Regions from separate parts of the Mus musculus genome. Here region 1 is linked to region 2. Evidence: chromatin contacts called from public HiCAR-type data. All regions are on one chromosome and are shown on one strand. Each heading gives the region's core, a stretch centred on a gene start, on an enhancer-like site or on the middle of the called end of the contact. The rest is flanking DNA. Distances are from core to core; before and after follow the strand shown.

Region 1 (6,827 bases), core at 2,053-4,552, 350 kb after region 2:
TTGCCTATTCAGTGACATTCAGAATTGCCTCTGGTATTACACTATCACTTTGAATAAAAGCTAAGTCACTGCCCTACACAGGAATTTACCATCTTCTAGGAAGAAGGAAGTCTGAGACCTAAAGAGGAACCAGAATAGATACTTAAAACTATAGATAGCTGAGTTACACCCATACACATGTATTTACAATGGCCTAAGGGAAAGGTGGACTATACAATAGACTAAAATAGGAACTATGGCAAGGGCACGAAGCCCTGGACCCTGGCTTCTAAGATTAAGTGAATCTTAGGTGGAGCTCTTTTTGATCCCAGTTGTTAACAATGAATTCTATCCCAGGTGGTTCCTGTTAGACCTGTGTTTGTATTCCTCTGTTTTGTGTAAGAATCCAGTAATCTCTTTGTACCTTGCTGGTGTGTCACCCAACTTCCTTATTTTCTTCTGTATAAAAAGTTTGATGCTCGATTTGACAAATTACCTTCAGATTCTACACAACCTCTCCTGTGTGATTTGTCTGTCATTCCATCCAATGCTTTGCCCACCTGTGACTAGAGACCCATTCCATGTAGACAAAGGGGCCCAGAGGGTCTGCGGCAAATAAAGAAGGAATCTATTCTGCGAGTGAAATGTTCGCAGACAGCCAGTGGACAGAACTGCAGTTAGTTCCAGAGCACTAGAACAGAAGGCAAGGAGGGAAAGACATGGAATAGAGGAGATAAAGTTAGCAAGATGGATAAAAGTAAGATTATAAATGCTTCAGTTTTTACCTTTTCTGAGATATTTGGTGATTAAAATATATATATATATTGAGGTTAAAAGAACATTTTCCCCTTTCCTCCCAACAAACTCTTTCATGTACCACCTTTTGCTCTCTTTTTCTTTAATTATTGTTTTATATGTGTGTCTGTGGGTGTGTGTGTGTGTGTGTGAGAGAGAGAGAGAGAGAGGGAGAGAGAGAATATATGTATATATTTTTCCTAAAAAAAAAGTAAGTACAGCAAGCTCAATATATATAATGTTACTTGTATGTATTTTTTCAAGTCTATTTGTTACTGACTGGGTAAGCAGTTGCTATGCCCTTCCCTGGGGAAGACTATTTCTCCCATTCTCAGAATTCCTTACTTGCCTGTGGGGTTTTTGTTTTTTTTGTTTTTGTTTTTGTTTTTGTTTTTCTAGGTTGAAGCCTGGTGAGTTTCTGCCTACCCATGGCTATTGGTGATATCCTTGCTCAGGTCATGTTTAGGCATCCGCATTGGTAAGACTTAGGAGACCCAATCTCACAGAAAACTCCCCGATCCTCTGACTCTCACAGTCTTTCTGCCTTGTTCTTCACAATGATCCCTGAACCTCAGATGAACCTCAGATTAGTTATCTTGTAGATGTGTCAGATGGGTCTGGGCTCCACAAAATATAGCCACAAACCCCAGTCTAGTGAAGTCATGACTTGTTAGGGAGCCTACAACTTCCACTTTATTAAATCGATTTGGTACTTTTTAATGCAGTTTCTGCCAGTAAGTCACTGGTGGTCTCTGTAGTGAGTCTATGGTTGGTAACTCACAGAAAGTGAACTAGTGACAAGTCTAGAGGCAGAGAGAACAGACAGTCACTGATACAATTAAAGAATGTAAATATGAGGGGGCTGAGTCAATACAATAGAGTGAAGAACAATATAATGTATTACATTTTAAATGTATTAGCAAGAAACGAAATTAGCAGTAATATTAGATTATCAATGTTTAAAGGAAAGGGATGGGGGGACAGTATGTGAGCTCTTTCAGCTTTTATCTACATAAAGATTTGAAGCCAACAAAATAGGGAAGCATTAAGATGAGCAATGACTTGCTTCGGAATCAACAAACAACACAGAGCCAGATGCATGTGGCTGATAGCCTGCTGTAACAGCAGCATTACTTTTGGAGGTGAAGATGACACCTCCCGACAAGGTGGCTAGCCAAAGAAGTTGAACTGATGAGCTCTGGGTCCTGGGAGAGATCCTGTTTCAAAATACAAGGTAGAAAAATATCAAGGAGGACCTGATGGCAAGCTCAGGCTTTTAACACACAAGCACAGAACTGCACACACACACATGTGAAAAAAATTAGAAATACAAATGGCAATTTGCCTGTATTCCAAAGGAAAAGAGTCCACAGTTGAATATGATGTCTAGGAGGGAAAAATGAGGGATTTTTATAGAAAATGTTCTTTGAAAGTGGGCAGTTAGTTTTAAAAGAAAACACTATGGGAAAGCAAAGTTTGCTTTTTGGTTCAATTGATACTGCAGTAAATTTTAAGAAAGTACTCTAGTTTGGCAAGACCATAAATACAGCAGATGCGGGACATACCCTGCTTGGAGGTCCCTTGAAGAGAACCTGCTGCTAAAACATAGCTCTCAGATGGGTGTGCCATCTGCTGTTACACCTCCAGTTGCTCTGCAGTTCACTACCGGAACCTCTCCCACTAAACACTGGATGGCAGAGCACTATAGGGGCAGTAGAGGTAGCCCAGCTCACCATCCCATATGCATGATTTCTCTACTAGGGAACGTCTGCTTAATGACTTCCCTGGACAAGACTTCCTCAGAGTTGTGATGCAGCCCAAGGCTCTTCTGCCAAACCCTCTTCCCATCTGCTATTCCTTTCTCAAGTGTCTACATCTCCAGCTGGAGACTCTTGCTGCCCACTGTGCTTTCCTCCCCTTTACTCTGCACAGATATTTCTCAAGATAGAACTTAATCCCCGTCTAGTCTCTGCTACTCAAAAGTCCTAAGCTGATACAGTGGTTTAAACAAGTTAATTAAGAATAATAATCACAGGGGAAGGCAAATCCTCCTTCAGAGAGTCTCACCTCAGCTACCTCTGGAGGCACGAATCTAGCTGACCCTGAGGATTTTTCTGCGCTTACACAATACTGCCTAGTGTTTAACAGCCCGCACAGTCAGACACTTTATTCCTAACTTACCCACCTCCCTTGGGTCATATGTTCCATTCTAACTTCCAGAACATCTTTTACTAACATTTCATATAATTGAATTAAATTAGATTAAACTTCCCATAAAAACTGAATTGAACTAAAAATAGTGAAAACTCTATCCATAAGAATTTTATTTTGAACAGAATGAATTCTCAACTTAAATAATCACAGTCTCCTCTTTGAGCCCCAGAGGCACAAGCAATTCAGGCAGACAGCATAGACTCCTCTTGAGTACAGCGGTCATCTCCCTCTCAAGAGAATTTGCCTTTCCTGCTGCTCACAGCTTCATCCAGCTGCCAGTAGAATATTTGGATGACATTTTCTGACAGTCAACACATAGGAATTCTGGTCAAGGGAGGTGATCTGGCACAGCAGCTCAGCATGTAAGCTCTGCGCTCCTACATGCGTCCTTCTAAACCAGGCTCCATTAGGGTTCGCCGTGAGTGACCAGGGGTATTTTTTTTTCCTCCTTCTTAATCTCAGCCCCCTTAGCTGTAAATTGGAATCTGTTTTGTGCTTGTTGAAAGGGTTAAAGGGACTAAGGTTGGTTATACACTCAGCACAGATCCTGGCATGCAGTAAGGACTCTGGAACTGGGATTATTTACTCGTGTCATCATTGTTAGTGGGAGCATCTGCTCGGAGAGTGGACAGAGTTACTACTCCACACTTGGAGAAGCCAGTGGTCATATAAAATGCTCTGGCTTCTTTTCTGACGAGAAAGCTGAGAAGCTATGTAAGTGGCCACACATTAAGGCTCAGCCTTCACTCACAGCAGCAGAGGGAAAGCTGGCCTCTCTCTGAATAAGGGACAGACAGCTGGAAAAGGCCAGAGGGGGGATTACCACACGATTACGGCGGTCAGGGGAGAGCTGGAGTAACTATTTTAACAGACGATTTGTGCTCCAATTACCATCTAAATGTTCATGGTAAATAAGGATCCATAAAAACGCATCTGTAAACCCCAAGTTTAGTGACTGGAGCTTTGCATGGTTCATTAGCACACACTTCTTTGCCCAATCGTGACGTCACTTATCAGCACAGACTCTCTTTTCAAAGTCTCTTCCCCAGGAGTTGAAGCCAGTGCCTTGTGATGAAATCTTTCTAAGCAAGTATCTTCCACATTGTTCTGTCAACTCTTGCCCTGTTCTTCTTTTAAGGCAAATGTTAGTGATTACAAATTAGTAGGTGACAGTTCATGGGGAAGACTGGTGTGCTGATCAGCTGTAAGAGCTAAATATAGGATATGTATTTAAAACATTTCAATAAGTAATCACTATAAAATTCTTGGTGAAATTTAAAAATGTTTAAATGTTTGATACTGTATCAAAATCCCATGTCTATCTGAAGGACGTGCAGAACACCTCCGTTTAGACCCTATGACAAAGTGTTTAATGCATGTATACCTCTATTAGTGGCTTCGAGGTTCGACGCTGAGGACACTGGACTGAAGAGAGAGCCCTTTTCCATAGAAGCTGCTTATCTCAGGTGTTTTATCACAGGAAAAAAGTTGGCTCAGATAACTATTGCCTTTTAATGATCCCCAAGGATGGCATCTCAGGTGTGGGGAACAGAGAAGGTAATGAAGGTGACTACAGTAACAGAACCTGAGACAACCTTAAAAAAATAAGGGGGAAAATGCGTCATGAAGTTGGGTGTGGGTGGAGTCAATCTGAAGGGACTCAGGGGAAGAGTGGGGTAAATATGATTGAAATACACCGGATACATATATGAAATGATGAGGAGTTCGTAAAAATGTAATCGTTTTTAAAGGATGTCATGTAAGGTCCAGCAAGATAGTTCAGTGAGGTAAAGGTTCTTGCTGCTCAGCCTAACCATCTAAGTTCAAGCCCTGGAACTTGTAGAATGAGAGAACAGACTCTAGAACCTGCTCTCTGACCTCCACAGATAGACAGACACACTGTGACATGGCCCATGCAAGCGTGCGTGCACACACACACACACACACACACACACTCAATAACAAGCATTCCCTTATTAAAGTTTTGATGTCTGTGAGCCTGGAGTGTGACGGCTGGGGTGTGGAGGGCTAAAGGCACTCTAATCATCCTGATGTATAACTTATATACGTAAAATTTTCTTTTTCTGTCTTGCTGATTTATCAATTTAATTGACTTTTTCAAAGAATCAATTTTGCTTTCACCGATTTTTATCTGTTGTTTTGTTTTAGATTTCATTGATTTCTGTTCTTACTTTTATTATTTGTTTTATTACTATTATTTTATTACTTCATTTTGAATAATTTATTATTTCCCTTAAATGTCCTCTTTATCTCATGAATTGTTAAAATATTTTTATTGGTTTCCAGGCTTTTAATATTTGCCTATCTTTTTGCTATTGATGACTTTATTTCTATTGTAATTAAATAACCATTCTGTGTGATTTCAATTTTTTAGATTTGCAAATTTTGTTTCATGGCCAAGGAATTTGTTTATTTTAGTAGCTTGTCTTTGAGCCTCATAAGCCAGAATGCTCTCTGTCGTAAGGTGGAGGAGCCTGTAATTGTTAATAGGAAGCTTTGGCTGCAATGTTATTGAATTCTATGACCTGGTGATTCTATCTTGGCTTTTATCAACTGCTGAAGGGCAGATGCTCATCTCCCCAACTACAATTGTGAACTAATAGATCTCACATTTTAGTTGTCAGGTTTTATTTCATGTATCTAAAGCCTTATTATTTGTCGCATCTATATTTAGGATGGCTGTAGGTTCTTGCTGAATTGAGCCCTCTGCATAGAATAGCAATGGTGTTGTACTATCCCTGGTTGTCTTATCACTCTGACTTCTGTTTCTGGCAAATCTCTGCATTAAAATTTTCTTTTTTACTATTATAGATTCACCCAAGTTTCTCTGAACAATTATTTCATGGTATATTTTTGCTGTTCTTGTAGTTTTGACTTAACTTTTGTACTTTTGACTTGTATTTGTCAAGTTTGCGTTTCTAAAGACAATATATTTTTGGGTCATATTTCAGGCCACTTGCCCATTTTCTATCTTTTAATTATTATATTTATCAATATATCTTATGACTTAAATCTTCCATCTTTCACTAGTTTTTTCCATTTTTATTCTTCTGTTTTACTTTTAATCTTTTGTGTTAAACAATTTTTTTATTTTTTATTACTTTCATTTTTTTACAGTCTAGTTGTTGCTCCCCCTGCAGGCCTGCCCTCACACAGTTCCTCATCCCATTCCTCCTAGCCCTTCTTCAAGAGGATGCCCCCAACCCCGCACCAGACCTCCCTATTGTGGTATTTTAAAGCATAGATATGTTATCTCTCCACACTTCTTTTTAGTGGTTTATCTAGGTATTATATCATGCATATGCAATTTATGACAGTTTGCTGATGTTATCATCATACCATCCAATCAAAGATAGAAATAGTTCTCTCTTCACAAGCCTTTACCATCATCTATTGTAATTGTTTTAAGTACTTTAACTTCATTTAGAACCACATCAGACTTATTATACATTTGTTTTAACTGTCAAAATAGTTTTAAGACTTCAGAGAAGAAATGACTATTGTATTTACCTACATTTTTTGTTTACATTCTCCACTCTTAATGTTTCAAGTTCCACTTTTTAGCATTTTGTTCTATTTAGAGAATTTCCTTAGCCATTGTTCTAACATAGCTGTACTAGCAATACACTGTCTTCATTTTCCTTGGTTGAGAATGTCATGACTACTCCTTTATCCCCAGACTATATGCTCATGGAGAATAGGACTCTGGGATGACAGTTCTGGTCATTCAGTCCTTGAAAAACAGTGTGCCTCTCCTTCTGGCCTTCAGGGTTTCTAATGAGAAATCTGCTGGGTCTTGAGCTGTCTTTCTTTGTCAG
Region 2 (7,711 bases), core at 4,672-7,171:
AGAGATGATAAATTATTACAACTTTGTAGTAAAGGAACAGACCAAAATGTTACTTTAAGGTGCGAAGTTTAGCCGAGCAGGAGTCAGGTCTTTACTTCGGATTCTAAACCAGCGGTTCTCAACGTTCCTGATGCCATGACCCTTCAATACAGTTCCTCATGCTGCGGTGACCTCTAATGATAAAATTATTTTTGTTGCTGCTCTGTAAGTGTAATTTTGCTACTGTTATGAATCATAATGTAAGTATTTTTAGACACAGACATTTGCCAAAGGGGTTGGGATCTACAGGTTGAGAGCCACTGTTCTTAACCATCTTAATACCAACATATAATAATATGTATACATATAATATACATAATAATAATACCAACGTATAAGGTAAGATGTAACTATCTTAGAGCTGGGTATCTAGATTTGCATTTATAGCTACATAGTCATGCTTTACACCCAGATAAGGCCTTATTTCACTAGTGTTCTCTAATTTGATCTCACTCTCTTCTTTTTTTGCAGATAAAGAAACCAAAAGCTAACCACACGGATGAATGTCAGCTTCTGCAAGCTTTCTGGTCCCGTTTGATCTCAGCATTTTACCAAGTTCTTCCTCAGGATTTCTGTGGAATGGAATTACTTTGTCTTCTTGTCCTCCTGTAGTCCAAACAAAACGGTAACACAGCTCCTTACGACTCTGCTGACTACGTGCAATGTAGGGTGGCAAAGTGTATCACAACCAGAGAGTCAGTTACTTCAGGTACCCTAAGGACAAGGCTGTGGAGGCGTGGCCATAGTGCTGGGGTGAACAGTGAAGAGAACTATGCTGTGGTTGCCGGGGAAACAGGCTCATTCAAAGACACTGCCCTCTTACCATCATCCACGCTGGCCACCTTGGTTTGGTTTTTATGCTGTTTTCAGTAAGCCTTTTATAAAACCATAATATTTGGCACACAAAGAAGTGTGAAAAAGATCATTCTTAGGCCCAACAATAACTCCCCCTCTTCCACAGCAGCCTGGGCCTGAGTGGAGGATCCGGAAGACAATGGATACTTACTCAGTATTTATGGCCCACCTGGAACCTGACATAGAGCGCCTCATTTACTGAGTCCCACCTGAGAGGAAACTGAGGCTCACAGAGGTTATATAATAGAACTTGTCTCATATAGAGTAAGGGTTGACATCTTGACCTACTGGACAAAAAGCATTACTCTAAGTATGCATTTTCTTATTGACACTGGACAGGCTCAGCTCCCAGGCTCTCTGGTTTCAGGGACTGTAAACTGTCACAATCAATTACTGCCAGGGACTTAGCCTTTTATATATGCTAGAAATATCTTTGCAGGTCATTACTGAATACTAGCGAGAGGTTTGCCTGCACTTATGGTCCTAAGAAAATCAGAACCAGGATGAGAATTTAGGGCTGCAAAGAACTGTAGCAAATACAGAGTAACACTTGAGTGCTATGTTTCAGGGCTTGAGATGGAGACTAATAGATTCAGAATTTACCTAGGCCGTACAATCGTTTTATAGCATCTTAGCCCAACACTGGGTATCCTGCTTAGAATGAAGGATGTGAATTCAGCATGCCAGCCATGAACTACAGGGTTAATAGATAGTAACAAAACTTTCAAGGGTCCTGAGGATACAGGCAGGTTTCAAAAAAAAGAAGAGTTAAAGCTATGTATATGCAGTGGACAGAAAGAGCCAGAATGTGAAAATACAGATCTGGGGTGGGCTAAAGAGATTCAGTAAGTGACTTCCCAGACTGTTTTGTTCCATTGCACATCCAGTTGGAAGCCAAATGCAAGCCACCAAGGTTGCAGTGAAGCACTGACCAATTATAGCACAAATATTTGTGGGCAGCTGTGGGAGTGCAAGCCACCTGCTCCAAGTTTACAGCTTTGTTAAACTTGGTAAACATTAAAAATGCAACGGGAACGCCCCTGATCTGCACAGCATCCCATGCCTGTTCTAAGAGGCCTTGCTCGGGGACTGGGGTGTTTCTGCCCTCGGCCAAGCCTTTCTCAGTCTGGGTCAGTACTGCCTTCTGCTGGGACATCAGTGTTGCCAGTCTCCAGGAGAGACTGAGGGAGGCTGTTTGAAGGGCCACAGGGATCCTGGAATACAATGTCCCTCCTTTTGTCCAGATAGATAAAACAGATTCAGCAGTGATGTGTCAAAGTTATATAGTTAAGGGCCAAAATGACTCTTGATCTCTGGACTTTGGGCCTTTCTTTAGGGCTTCTCTCTCCACCTCAGGGTTTGGAGATGACGATGAAAGGGAGACATGCATACTGTCATGTGATAGTATGGCAGAATGAAGAACCGACATGAGCAAATACCAACAGTACCTTGGTTGGGAAGTATTTTGTCTACTGTTTGACTTTGCAGATAGATGTAAACATGGGGATAGGCAGGGACCTGCCCAGAGGTTTCCCTAAAATGATCTGAGCCCCCCCTTTAGACTGTTTATCCCAGTCAACATCCTTAAGCCCCAGTGATGAGTAGCAACCATGCTGCCTTCAGTAGGAAGGGCCACTCTTGCTTCCTCCTCACTCAGCTCCTGCCCACAGGGTCCTAAGCCAATTCCAGCCTGGCACTTACTTGGACTTTAGGCCTTCCTGCCCATAGGGCTGCAGCAGATACTGGTGCACGAGCTTGTCCCTCAGAGTCCCAGCCAGTTTGATTTTCTTTCTTGATCGATGTAGGTTGATGATGAAAAGTGTGATAGAGCCACGGACATAGTTGTGGCTGAGTTCCAGAGACAGAGAGAAGAGCGGGAGGAGATGAGACAAATTGGTCAGTTAGATGCTCCTAAATAACTTATAGGCTGTACAAAACAGGACCACCCTAGAAAAGTGTCTTCATTTGATGAATCATCCTAAGAGACCTTCAACATGGGAATGCCTGGTTATTGCAGTTTCCTGAAGAGAAGGTACCCACCTTCCACTCTACCCCATGTTTGTTTAAATTTGTTGGGAATATGTGTGTGTGTGTATATGTGTGTATATAAATAAAATGACTGCCATAAAAGAAAAAAAAAACCAGGAAAATATAAAGAAACAAAGAAGTAAAAGAAAATTTCCCATAGTTATATAATCTTGAAATAGTACAACATTTTGGTCAACATTCAGCATTTGTACATCTTAGTCTGAGAATTATCAATATGGCTTTTTAACTATAGGATCAAACTATCTACATAGACCTTTTCAGCTATGTATACATAGTTTCTCTCACTTATTCAGGAATGCTGAATTTCCAATCATAGAAATGTAACATAGTTTATTTAGCCAGTCCACCACTTTTATGGATTCATGTTCTTTCAATATTTTGCCATTATAAGTTACACCACAAAAGCCTTAATTTTACATAAATCATTTGTGCATCATGCTTATTTTTGGTGGTAACATTTGGTGGTGATGCTGGAATTGCTGGGTCAAGGTCACGTGTGTCCATCATATGATTGTACATCAGCTCTCCAGTCTTCCCTGCGACATCCCTTTGGTGTTCACAGGAAGAGAGTTTACACCCGTGTGCTCTTACATGGCCTGCTTTGCCTAGTGTGGTGTGAGTGGACATGTTCAGACCTCTGGGAAGATGCAGAGGAACTGCCCATCTGATGGCATGCCTGCTGCCCCTGCTAGGGGAGGAATGGAGGCATCGTGTTCTTTGGTTTTTACTTCTGAAGACACACTGTCTTGCTATGTAGCCCAGACTGTCAGTGGATGATGAACGACCTGCCTCAGTCTCCTCTGTGCTAGGATTACAGACACATGCCACCCTTCCCAGCTTGACGATCTTGGACACAAAGGCCTGGGTGCTGAAAAGAATATGGGGAGCAGAGCCCCAGGGAGCCACGGTGGAAAAGGAGTGTGAACAAGAAATACATCTTCTTACTGGAAGCCATCTAGGTCTGGCCATTCTTAAAGACTGGTTTTGGTCCTGGGGCTCAAATTCAGATGATAACTATTGATGGCAATGCCTTTATTTACTGAGGCATCTTAATGGTCTTGGGTGAAACTCTTTTTTTTTTTTTAACCCATAGCAATATCACTTATTCTGACAAATACACACATTTTGAGTATATTGATGTTATTTAGATGGTTTGTAAAAATTTGCTTCTGCCAGCTCTGTTTTAAGAGTACCCATTTCTTCATGCCCTTAGGAACACTGAGTATTTATCTTTTAAAATATCTTTGCCAACCTGAGAGAAGAAAATGGGATCATGATGTTGCATTTTATATTCTTGTTCATACTGAGGCGCACAGCTCTTTCAGTTGCCCAGTCGCCATTTTAGAATCTCTTTAGATGCGAGCAGGGTGTTTGAGCTAGGGGAGAACATAGGCCCATGCAAGGAGAACCTTGCAGTGTGTATCAGCAAAGCTATAACGATTTCCCTCTCTGTAGGAAAAAAGACCTTGTTTCTAAGAGGTCCCGTGGGGCCCCATCTGGATGGGTTAATGAGAGGAAACAGAATGACCCAGCCCAGCCTTCGAAAGAGGAGTTCAGAGAAACTCTAAGACAACTTTGCCCAGAGGAAAATGCTGCTTGCAGATATGGAACCCCTGGATTCCTAGGTCACTGGTCTTTGCTCTAACAGAGGCCATGAGAGAAAGTTACACAGCCAAGGGCAGACTGGTAGGGTAACATACAAGTTTTAAAGTACAGGCTCTCTTCATTTGGGTTTGAGGCCTGGGAATATGTATTAAGATCTTGCCAAGATATTTGGCTGATGAGTTGGGTTTGGGAACTACAATCTTAAACCAAAAACACTGAGGTTATGAGAAGGACTCCCAGAATATCCTCCTGGCTATGTATCAGACATTTTCCAGTCACATCTGTAAGAAGGTACACTGTTGTGTTCAGGCTTCTTGGAGGTCTGCATTTGTGTTCTGATAAAACATTAAATGGCTCCCCTATGCAGTCCTTCCTGAACTCCATTCTAATCCCCTGCAGCATGTAAATTAGCTTTTGCAGTCAAATGATTCAGAAGAGAATGCCAACTGATTTGAGCAGGCTTGAGTTCTGAAGGATGCTGGAGACTTGTGTTGGCAGTGACTGTCTCTGAAGAAGAGTATCAGCTCATTTCTATAGGTGGGATCTCAGCTTAGCTGAGCTATGGACAAGACAGATGAAGACATCATTAGCTATAGGTACTGTGGGCTTCAGAGTGTGAGCAAAATAGGCATGGGTGGGTATCAGTTTAGCCAGACCACAGGAAACCCTTTTGCAAGCAACTATTAAACAATCGTTTTAAAGGCCAGCCGTGGAGGAGGAGAACAGCACGTGCTTGCATTTATGAGTTTCTCCTTGGCAAGCTGGGGCAGAATGTGCCCTTAGAGACTAGGAAGAAGGGTGGGATGGGAGGAACTGGTGGTTTGGAGGGAGACCTGAAACACAGCATTGCTGTAGGGAACACTGTTTTTCCAAGCTGCTTGGCAATGGTTTGATTTCCATGTACATAGTTCTCTTGGGACAGACAAACCAGCATAGCCCAGGGAACTAATTGAACAGGTTCTCAAAGAACTCAGGGACCTCGTAGGTAGGAACTGGTAATGAAGACTGCTCTGACCATACACTGCTCTACTTGGTTGATGGGCAAAGGCATGAAGCAGAGGACTTTCGGCTACAAAGACACATTCTTGGGAAGGGGTTCCCACACAAACCTAGAGCACTGTGTTGAGAATACATTGAAGAATGGATAGTCTCTGTCCGCAAGTAACCAATCCCAGAGGAGTATGTACTCTGTTAAAAATGGTGTCTGGAGGCCTGGTCAGCTTGCCATTTTTAATGCCTGATGTCAAGTCCTGGTGGCCGTTGGTTATCCCAGAAAATGCCCCTTTCTGGAGAGAGGCTCCTTCGGTAGAATGTCTGCCCCGCCCCGAGTCTCACTTGTGGTGAGACGTTCTCACCAGCAGCCAGCCCATGTATCTGGAGTTCATCTTTTCTGGCTGCTCTTCTCCTGCCTGACATCTTCTCTTTGTTGCCATGGGAGGAGGAGGAAGTGAGTCAGAGGAGGGATGCTGGAATGGGAAGATCCTGGATACAGGAGGTGGGAGATGTCAGATGGGAGGTGTGTCTTGAGTTCCAGACAGAAAACAGTCGTGTTCTAGAAACATCTCCAGTGAAGCAGGGAGTCTGGGAAAAGGAAGGGGGCTGATGCGCGTCGGTCATTGATCATTCCCAGTGAAAGTTAATGTGCTCGAGAATGGAGCTGCTCCACTGTCTCCAAATCTAATTCAAAGGTTTTCGGTTTGGTAAAACTCAGGCCCTGTTTTGCCAAACATTTTTCCCCTTAATTTCAAAGCCCCTGTGTATTTTAAGGGAAATTTAATCCACATGTTTCTGATTCATTTACACTTAACTCATCAAAATATTGTTTTGTAAGAGTCATTTGATGTCCAAGAACCCTCAGGAACCTTTTTTATGAGCTTAAAAAAAACTTCTTCTGAAAAACAGGAAGTCATGTTTTGCCAATAATAAACGAATTTGAACCCCAAAAGGCTCAATTTTGCTTCAACATCTACCAGGTTTCAGTTGGTTCTGAGTGTGGCTGAGGACCTCAGCTCCACCCCAGAAACATACATAGTTTCAGCAGAATGGCCATAAAACAGTTTCTCTGTCAACACTTGATTGCATGGAGTGGAAGGCCTGCCAGCGCTGTATAACTGGTTAACTTCAGGCGAGGACAGAGGCATTTGCTGGTGTTGGTGTGAGAACCTGACTTCTCCTAAATCAGTTTTAGGGGATCAGGCTCTGCGAGGTCGGAAAGGATCCATAATGCATGAGAGACATGAAGGTGTCCTAGTGGGTGACAAATGACTACCAGGGAGATATAAAAGGGATGTCTATGCTCTGTGGGGCACAAGGCTGATTGATCTCTAAGAACCTTCTTCAGATGAAAAACTCTGCAACAAGAAGGCTGCCATTGACATACAGGGGATACACACTGTGCAAAACTTCTTACACACAGGGGATGTTACAGACTCCCCAGAACCTCAGAAGGTTATGGAAGTACAAGCAGCCCAAGCCTCCTGTTTTAATATAGGATATTTATTTCAGACTGTTCGCCAAGGTTGATTGGTATGTAGCCAATATATCTGTTATGAGATGATTCTGTAGTTTTGTCTTCTTTGCCTACAAAGAAATTTAAGTGCATCAGCCAATAGTGCTGCTCCTAACTGGTGAGGCTGTGAGACAAGAGAGATACATGGCTTCTAGGAGCAGGTGTCTCTCCTACCGTTGTGCCTAGTTATCTGGGCACCTGATACTTTTTGCAAGGAGGAGACCTTGCAAAAGTATCCATTCCTTACATATTTGAAGGAATGAAAAAGACCTTTAACTTGGTCCTTATCATTATTGTAGTCTTCTTTCCTTTAATGAGAGGGAGAGTTTATTTTGATAGGAGCTTGGTGGAACTCCTTTCAAGAGGTTCTCTGATTGGCTTCCATAGAAGTGGGGGCATAGTTGGGGCAGGGAGAGGTTGTTGGAGGTCTCATGATAGTGAGCGGTAGAATTCTATACCATTTTATTACACTCCCCCCTCTAGCTGACATGATCGGCAAGCTCTGTAACTACAGCTCAGTGAGGAGCACCGTGTTTCATGTACTTACAAGACCTTTCTCATGCCTGCCACTGTATCAGACACAAAGAACATACACAGGACCACTGGCCCCAGGTTCAAGGTACCATCAGGATGTAAGTGAGACCTTCTCATGAA

Evidence for each region. HiCAR-type assays count read pairs that join an accessible place to other places.
Region 1: a contact with region 2 is called in a HiCAR-type map of fibro-adipogenic progenitors, with 8 times the contacts expected there. The contact joins two enhancer-like sites. A contact is called at or near these places in 2 of 484 Hi-C or Micro-C datasets (gonadal supporting cells and nephron progenitors) and 1 of 115 datasets of contacts at active chromatin or transcription factors (fibro-adipogenic progenitors).

Annotation. Positions count from the first base shown.
Region 1 is chr19:43,152,514-43,159,340 of GRCm38.p6, forward strand. The region is part of intron 3 of Hpse2 (heparanase 2); the gene reads right to left. Among named protein-coding and RNA genes, the nearest start is that of Hpse2, 230 kb to the right of the region's middle. Within about 2 kb of position 3,303, at least 11 of the 459 cell types and tissues checked have an H3K27ac peak or open chromatin away from gene starts, as enhancers often do. A contact at or near this core is called in fibro-adipogenic progenitors, where this site is marked.
Region 2 is chr19:42,803,695-42,811,405 of GRCm38.p6, forward strand. It overlaps Hpse2 (heparanase 2), which reads right to left. Exons shown (of 12, transcript NM_001081257.2): 11 at 2,596-2,742. Among named protein-coding and RNA genes, the nearest start is that of Hps1, 28 kb to the left of the region's middle. Within about 2 kb of position 5,922, at least 14 of the 459 cell types and tissues checked have an H3K27ac peak or open chromatin away from gene starts, as enhancers often do. A contact at or near this core is called in fibro-adipogenic progenitors, where this site is marked.